3 separate regions of the Mus musculus genome follow, and regions 2 and 3 are each linked to region 1. A link is a contact called in public Hi-C and promoter capture Hi-C data. All regions are on one chromosome and are shown on one strand. Each heading gives the region's core, a stretch centred on a gene start, on an enhancer-like site or on the middle of the called end of the contact. The rest is flanking DNA. Distances are from core to core; before and after follow the strand shown.

Region 1 (2,879 bases), core at 88-2,587:
CAGGATCCTCCTTCATTGACGGATTTGTGGGCATACTCAGGATCAGATGGTGGAAAAATGTAAGGGATATACTCATAGGGAGATATCGCCTGATAATTAAGTACTTTAGTGATAGTTTTATTTCTTGGGGGTTGGGTAGGCAGTGTCCCATGTAGGCCAGGTTTGCGGAAGGTGAGCCTGAACAACTTCCGGTTTCCATTTCTTGAATGCTAGGGTTACAGACACATCGTCATGCTGCATTTATGGGGTGCTGGGGATGGAACCCAGTGATTCGTGCTTGCTCCTGCTTTGAGCATTCTACTTTCTGAGCCATGTCCTTGGTAACAATTTTGAATTACTTAAGTGATGTATACATACTTCTCTTGTGAGGCAAAACGATGGATGGCCTAAAAACTTTATGTGGAAAAGGTTTAAATACTTGCTTGATGTGTATCTCGGCTATTTTTAAAGTTGAGCCTGCAGCTAGGGAGATAGCTCAGTCATTAAAGTGCTTGCCCCGCACACACGAGAAACCACCTGAAAAAAAGCCAGAAATGGTGTCACCGTTTGTAAAGCCAGCGTTGAGGAAACAGAAGATTCGTGGGGCTCTCTGGCCAGCTAGTGAGAGAGAGACCTTGCCTCAAAATACATGGTAGCTGGAGGCTTATGAGCAACACTTGAGGTTGTTCTCTGTACTTCACATGTAAACACGCACACAAAGGAGTATATTGCGTTCACATAATGTGCCCAGTGCTTTATCGAATTCTTTCAGGAGAGTGTGGGTAACAGGCCTCTTACTACTAGAAGGAACCAGATTACAGAGCACAGTTCATGGGGCAGGAAGCAGGCGTTGTTTTTCACTTTTGGAAAATATGTACCAGGACTGCATGACATTTCAGGTAGGGGTTGAAAAGGTGTCGCTTTCACTTCCCCTTCCTCGATTTTACTATTCTGACTTTTTCCCTTAAGACGGTGGCAGGCAGGTGGACGCACGTGAGCGCCAAGGGCACATCTGTGTGCGCGCATTAGCGCTCAAGGGCACGCTCCCCCTCCTGTCCTCCATTGGACGCCTGTTCACACCTGACTGCCGGTCCTCCGAGTGTATGGGAGGGCGTGTGTGGACCCGGGGTGGAGATCCCCTCTCCCATGATGCCCCGCGACGAGTCCACATTGCTCTCTACCACCCGCAGACAGAGCTGCTGCTCAGGAGGCCCAGGGAGGTCCGCTCGGGTCCCTGCTCTCCAGTAGTTCTCGCCTTCTCCTCAAAGCCCCACCCCTTTTAGCTACGCGAACGCGGACCTCGCCTTGAAGTCTAGGCTCTCAGAACTCCAGTGCCTCTCGAGCAGGTCCCGCCTTTTGACTTTCGCCCCTCCCCTCTCCAGGTTCAGCAGCCACAGACCACGCCCCAACTAGTCCCGCCCTTCTTCTCCAGGCTTGGGGCGCGCCGGCACCGCCCCTCCTAGGTGACCCTACCCCTGTCATAAGCCCCGCCTCTAGTCCATATTCTGTGACCAATAGCCCCGCCTTTCACCCCGAGCCCCGCCCCTCTCCAGGCTCCTAGGGCGCCGGCACCGCCCCTCGCTCCCAGCATGCCGTGCGGCAGCGGCGGCGCGGCGGGCGGAGCCGGGAGGCGGGGAAGCCGTGGCCGTGTGAGCGTGAGGAGCCGCCGCCACCGCCTCCTCGCTGTCCTCGTCCTCCTGGGCCCCAGCGTCGCGGGCCGCGCGCTGCCCTGGAAGAGACGTCGCCTCGCCTGCCTCCGCCTCCCCCTCGCCGCGCCGCTCCCGCCTCCTGCTCCTGCGTTGCGGGCTCCAGCGGAACCCGGAACGGCCGTCCGCCTCCCCCGCCCTCCGCCGCCCCCTCCGCGGCTTCCTCCTCAGCCCCGGGCCAGATCGCAGTGTCGGCGGCGGCCGGTTCAGGCGGCGACTCGCGCTTCTTCGGGCGGCGGCGCTTGGCCATGTCGTGTCGGGGAAGGTAATGAGCCGCAGAGCCCCGGGGTCTCGGCTGAGCAGCGGCGGCGGCGGCACCAAGTACCCGCGGAGCTGGAATGACTGGCAACCCAGGTGGGTGACCGCGTCGAGCCTCGCCTGGAGCTGGCCGAGGCCTAGGCCCGCGGGACTGGGAGGCGCGGCCTAGGCCCGCGGTCCCTGGAGCCGGGCGCGGCTTCCTGGGTGTCCTCCGGGCCTGGTCCGGCAGGAAAGCTGCGGGCAGCGGAGGCCTCTGTGCCCGGCTGGCCGCCTCAGCCGGATGGCTGGAGCAGTGGCTCTGAGCTTGGGTGGAGGAGGACGTTCCACTGCCGTCTAACTCCAAGTTGAGATTTGAGGTCCAGGAACCCTCCCTGTTACCTATTAACTTCCTCGGCTCCGCGTCCAGTCCTCATGCCAAAGACCACCTTAACTCTGCGTCCTTCTGGACTCCCACGTGTTAATTAATGTATTTTAAAAGCTGAGAACTCTACCGAGGTCTTCCTCTGACTTTAGACAGGATGTTAGTCGACCAAAAGATGAGATTATGGGACTGTGAATGAAATCGACACAATCAGGCACTGGGGCATTTTAAGTTTTCCCCAACTGCAGAAATAGTTTTTCTGGAAACAGTAATTTCCCAGGGCGCTTTGGAGTGAATTTGTATTCTCAGGAGTAGAGAAATTTCGTTTTGCATGAAGGAATTGGAGTCTGGTTGGATTTAAAATATTAAGAGAAAAATACGAAAGAAAAACTATTTCTAGTCAGTTCTTTCTGATTATGGACTGGTTATACTTAATGTAGGTTCCCATTCTTTGCTGAGTAAAGGCTTCAAGTATTCAGAGACTACTTGAGCTTTAACAGTGCCTAGGACTTCCTAAATGTATAAAACCTGTCTTTCAGTAGAAGTTGATGTATTCTTTGAAGTACACTCCGTTG
Region 2 (2,700 bases), core at 143-2,642, 2.2 Mb after region 1:
TTCCTCACAAGGCTAAAATTTATTCTATTATTACAATTCTGGTCCACACCCCATCTTCCAACCAAAGGAGTGTGGTTCTTAGTATTCTCTCATTAACTACAAAATAATTCAGGGAACCTTTTATGGCTCACAAAGGACTTATGAAAGATGTCAAACTGCACTAAAAGTTACAATTCTGAAGCTGACAGTGTATGAATAAGCGAGACCAGCTTTCATCTGTCTCAAAGATGACTTCCTCATGTCCCCTTCCCACCAACTTCCCCATCAATGTTTCCAAGGGATTTCATTATAGAAGAACCTAATTTTACAAGTTACCTGCAGTTTCTAAACACTATGCTAGAGCTAAGACAAATATAAGCATCCTCTTTATTAATCTTCAATTCCAGTATCTGGCATTGTAGTCAGTACTGAACAGGTTAATAAGGGACAGTTTATTATTTAAACTGATGAGCTGAAGGCATGAGAGGGCAGGAAAAAGGTATCTGACATCAAAATGCGCTTCTGGGTCTCACTCCCTCTGACCTCGCCATTATTCCATCCCCAAACTGTCTACCACAATCTTCGGCTTAATATTGGTCTCTGTTTATTAAGAATGGTGTAGTTAGGGCAGCAATTACCAGTACACTGCAAAAAAGGATTCGGGCTGGAAAATTTGTCCAAATGTGACTGAACATTTCGCGATTGCCAGAGGAGCGTTTTAGACCAATGTCAGGACTATGACATATCTATCCTGAAATGACTAAGAAATGAGCTTCACCGGTTTCCCAAAACGCAAAGACATCTCGATTAAGCTCTTTTTCCTTTTCGACCCTTCTCAGGATTTCCTTCCTCAACCCCCGTTCCTACGCAGGTCTCTGTATCTCAGCTCAGGGCCTCTTCAATCCTTCAGATTCTAGTAGGAAAAGGAAGACATCCCTCGTTGCGCCCCCTTCCTTCGGGCGCTTCTTCCTCCATCCACCCTTCCCGGCCTACCCCAGCCTTCACTAGGCCTCAACCCTCATCCATTGTTATTTACATCGTCGTCGGGGGAGGCTGAACGTTTCACCCCGTGCGGGTGAGACTCCCGGGCAGCACTCATCGTAGCTGGGATCCTGACGGGGATATGCCAAACACACTCGCAGTTCTCCTCAAACGCGACACCAGCAGCCCTCACCCAGCCGCCGGACCAAGCAGCGCCACTCCAGAACGCAGAGCCCCCTCCGGCCCTTCACCGCTACAGTCGTCACTGCTGCGGCCGCTCGTCACCCTGGAGCACACCGGGAGTTGTAGTTTTTTTGGACTCACTCTTTACTGGCCTGACTAAGCCGTCTTCAGTGACTTAAACTACATTTCCCAGGAGGCCGAGCGAAGCATCTCGCGCGGCGTGGCGGGAGAGCCCTCGGAGGCTACGCTTTCTTCGGCGTGTAGAGGGAGCTTTCCCGTGGATGGGTATGGTGGTGATCGTTGGCGGAGAGCTTCGTTGCCACAGACAGACCTAGAGTGGGTTTTCGCCTTTTTGTGTGTGTGAGGTTCTGCCCTGTTAGTAAACACATTCATCATAGTTAAACACATAGACTTAAGTGTAATGTTTGAGGCTTTTTGAATACAAGTTCTCGGCCCAAGACAAAAACCTAAAACATGGCTTCTTCCCCCAGCCTAATGTGTGGTCTCTACTGCTCACACGGGATATTCTAACGTCTTCATTCTCTTCCTTTCCTTCCTTCCTTTCTTTTCTTACTGAATAGAGTTCAGTGTGAAGCTGAAGGCTTGTTAATTGGCTGTTTTGTTTTTCGTTTTTTTTCTAAACAGCTCCACCCCTCAGGAATTGTGGACCGTTTTCCACTGGGCTTAGTGTATTCTAGATAAGAGTGACCCAACTCTCTGATCCCTTTTTAAGGTAGATATTATTTGAAACTTCATCGACTGAAGTCTGTCTGCCAAAAAAAAATCCTGTATCTTTATTATTTTTCTTGGGGTGGGGGTGGGGGGTAAGTTTCCTATATAATAAACCCCTTTAAAGTTACAATACAGTAGCAGTCTCAACCTGTTTCAACTGTCTCCTCAGTCTAGTTGCAAGAGACCACCCCCACCCCGCCCCCTTAGGATGGATACATTCGCTGCCCTTCCCATTTGCAATCTTGTTTCTAGTTCCCTTTTCCTCATTTCCCTGCTCCCTTTCCAGCCCCAACTAAGCTTCCTGCAAGATCTTGTAGTCCAGTGTTCAGATACTGAAGATAAACTTCTGTATGTTATAGCTGAATTTGCATCCACAGGTGAACCTGACATACTGTCAGGATGACTTTCTTGCCCTTACTCATTCTGAAGACTTCCAGCCTTGATTTTTAAAAAGATTTTTTTTTCAAGTATAAACAAATAGTATGACAACAGTACATGGCTAGTCTTAAGTCCCCATACCGAGTGGTCTATGAGACACCTGTCAGTGTCTGTGCTCAGCAGTTACTCTAGTTGAACTACATTTCAGATGACGATGAACCACTGATAGAACTGTGCCCAAAGTGAAACCTGACTATGCCTGTGAACCTAGTGTCTGGGAGGTGGTGAAGGAAGATAAGAAATTCAAGATCATCCTCTTCTAAGTAATGTGTGGTTTGTCAGCCGAGTCTATAGTAAGACCTCCTCTCAAAATAAAAATAAAAAATAAAAATAAAATAAAAACAGTACCCCACCCCCCGCCCCTATCCCAAACATCAGGACTTAGAG
Region 3 (2,700 bases), core at 18-2,517, 2.7 Mb before region 1:
GCCAGAACAACATTCCTGTAGGGACAGGGTTTGATGGTTGTGTGCCTTCTATCCCAGCACTCTGGAGGCAGAGCCAGCCTAATCTACATAGTGTGCTAGGCAAAGCTGGGGCTGCACAGTGAGACTCTGTACAAACAACAAACCAACCTCACAATGGGGAGGCTTTCTTGACCTTCACAAGACCATGTTCCCAGGAACAGGTGCATGTTACACTGATCTGAAAAGGAGCATCTTAGGACCCACAAGAATGATGGAGAGTGGCACGCCTAAGGCATCGTTAGCACTGAAAAAAGAAATTAGGGTGAAGTATTCCTTCCTCCAAATTACCCGAGATCTCAGAGAAATAAAAGTATCTCTGAGGATTTGTAGCTTCTTCCTAGCAATTTCTCCTGTTTTAAGCCATAGTAATCTGAGTACACTATTTTAAGGCCACAACTGGTGCTTTTTTTGGATAAGGCAAACTTTCAACTGCTTTCCACTTTAGTTCGGGTGACACTCCGGATCTGTGTGAAGGAGTTAACTTCAGGAGGTTTCTACCAAATCACTACTGCCAAACCTGAGTAATTACTCCCCTCCCCCCCTCAGTTGTCACAGTTCTTCTCCCGTCCTCTGTAGATGCTATCAGTTATAACATCCCCTCCCCCCCTCAGTTGTCACAGTTCTTCTCCCGTCCTCTGTAGATGCTATCAGTTATAACATCCCAAACATCTGCGCCGACCTTTCTGCCCTCTGAGAGTTTCCCTAAGTGAGGTACCCAAATATATTAAAAGTTTAACCCAAGAAACAGTAGTTACGGCTGTGTTAACAAGCTGACGCCGGCAAGCTGGCCACCAAGTGCAATGCCTGATCTTAGGTATTTATCCTGGGCTCTATGAACCTTTAAGAAATTCTATGCAAAACTGTGGCAACTTTTCTCAGGGGAGGCGGCTTCCACTGGCCAGCCCGGGACTCTGGAGTGTGAAGTGGGGTTGGTGACTGCCCTTTTAGGAGTTCATAGCCAGGCCCCTGGAAGGCCAGGGCTCCAAGATTGAGGAGCAGCTCTCACTCAGTAGCGTTCTCTCGGCTTTAACTTCCCGACGGACCATGAGTCTCCCTCCGAGCATCACCGAGGGCAGAGCCAAGGAGAGTTGGCCCGCATCCGAAACCCTCGGGTGGGAAGATGATGACCCGTGCCCAGAATTAGTAGTCCTCGGCACCCGGTGTTCGCCAAAGCCACCTCCACACTCCGGAACTGGAGTGCACTCAACTGAGGAGACGCGACGCAGACAAAAGAGGAGGGGCTGCCGACCGCACCCTCTTCGTCTTTCCCCGCCTCCTTTGTTCCTTCCTAAGCTATTATTGGCTGATGGTCCTCGGACCCGCGACCTTTTTTGATATTCTATTGGCTGAAGTCGCTGTCACTCTATAGGCGGCTCATTCGTGATTGGTCAAGGTGCCTCCCGGGTTTGAATCGTCTCCCCGGCTTTGGGAGGGTTCTGCCAAAGTGCCACGTTGGGCCGGGCAGCAGGCGTGAGGAGCCGGCTCCCGGCGCCACCCGGGGCGCGCTCGCTAGGGCGCCGGCCTTTGGGCGGCGCGGGATAGCGGCGAGAGCTGCTGCGGGACCTGCGTGTCCCGCCCCAGGGTGGCTCTGGCTGAGGGCGGCGGGGCCGGGGGAGAGCCCGGGGCAGCGGCCGAAACGGCAGGGCGGCGGCAGAGCCCGCTGCCCCCGGACGTCCCCGGCGACATGCTGGCAGATAACCTAGTGGAGGAGTTCGAGATGGAGGATGAGCCGTGGTACGACCACCGGGACCTCCAGCAAGGTGAGGGCGAGGTCGCCGGTCGGGAGGGGGGGGCGGGATTGTTGGGGTGGGAGTCCGGGGGTGGCAGGTGTGGAAAGTGCTAGAAAGTTCCTTAGGCTGGAGGTTTGGGATGCCGCGGCCCGGTGCTTCTTGCCCTCACCTGGCAACGGATCCGCCCATCCCGACCGCAGAGAGCAAGCGCGCGCGGCCCACGGCCCTGCGGGTGCGCCACACAGGCTGATGCTCGGTGCTTTAAGAAAGCGCTTGCCGGGTATGAGCGGATGGACCTCTGAGGTGGGCAGGAGTGGACCAGCTTGTCCTGCTCTAGAGGCGAGCTGCTGGCCTGGGTCCGGGTCGTGCTGCCCTGCCTGCCCCACATCGCCTTTCATGGTCCGCAGAGTCTGCAAAGCCGCTGCAGGTGGTGGGAGGGCAGTGCTGCTGTGCGGTACCCGCGCCATCTCTCTGTGAGAGTAAATTTTTTTTTTTTTGTCCCGTTTTCCAGAAAGCAGAGGCTAAAAGATTTAGGTGGATTCCCTAAAGCCGAGTATGAGGAGCCTGTAGACACTGTTCAGTTTCTTAGCATCCCAGTTTACAGCTTACTCAGTTGGGTATTAAACTGTTTTGTTTTGTGTTTTAATTTATTACTTAGCCATCGTTCATCGGGGGCTAAATGAAATTATTCGAGGGCAGCTCTTATCATGCGCTTATCTTTCTTTCGGGTTTTCAATTAAAAATAATCCTGCCTTGGTTTTCTTGCATCGGGGCATCTCCAGAGACAATCTCAAGAGTGCCCCCAGTCTGAAGCCAGTGGCCCATTTTCTTGTACATTCATAGCAGGATTTTGTGTTTGGGGACACTGATAGGCCGGCCCTCAACACCCTGGTAGGCTCCTTTAATTCTCCCAATAGCATAAGGTGCTGCA

Evidence for each region. Promoter capture Hi-C pulls out the DNA fragments that hold promoters and counts their contacts. Hi-C and Micro-C count contacts between places; a contact is called where the count stands out from the background.
Region 2: a promoter capture Hi-C map of pre-B cells shows a contact between it and region 1. The contact joins the promoter of 1700003G18Rik here to the promoter of 4930583K01Rik in region 1. A contact is called at or near these places in 1 of 39 promoter capture datasets (pre-B cells) and 1 of 115 datasets of contacts at active chromatin or transcription factors (astrocytes).
Region 3: a contact with region 1 is called in a Hi-C map of B cells, with 5 read pairs. The contact joins the promoter of Mfsd13b here to the promoter of 4930583K01Rik in region 1. A contact is called at or near these places in 3 of 39 promoter capture datasets (hippocampal neurons, liver and pre-B cells) and 1 of 484 Hi-C or Micro-C datasets (B cells).

The regions. Positions count from the first base shown.
Region 1 is chr7:118,242,365-118,245,243 of GRCm38.p6, reverse strand. 4930583K01Rik (RIKEN cDNA 4930583K01 gene) reads right to left here and starts at 1,337. Exons shown (of 2, transcript NR_027879.1): 1 at 1,279-1,337; 2 at 1-516. Smg1 (SMG1 homolog, phosphatidylinositol 3-kinase-related kinase (C. elegans)) reads left to right here and starts at 1,607. Exons shown (of 63, transcript NM_001031814.1): 1 at 1,607-2,039. The coding sequence starts at 1,954.
Region 2 is chr7:116,091,841-116,094,540 of GRCm38.p6, reverse strand. It overlaps 1700003G18Rik (RIKEN cDNA 1700003G18 gene), which reads left to right and starts at 1,392. Exons shown (of 4, transcript NR_029433.1): 1 at 1,392-1,479. It overlaps 1110004F10Rik (RIKEN cDNA 1110004F10 gene), which reads right to left and starts at 1,161. Exons shown (of 5, transcript NM_019772.2): 1 at 1,016-1,161. The coding sequence starts at 1,078.
Region 3 is chr7:120,981,076-120,983,775 of GRCm38.p6, reverse strand. It overlaps Mfsd13b (major facilitator superfamily domain containing 13B), which reads right to left and starts at 1,267. Exons shown (of 8, transcript NM_001374644.1): 1 at 1,046-1,267. Cdr2 (cerebellar degeneration-related 2) reads left to right here and starts at 1,464. Exons shown (of 5, transcript NM_007672.2): 1 at 1,464-1,799. The coding sequence starts at 1,724.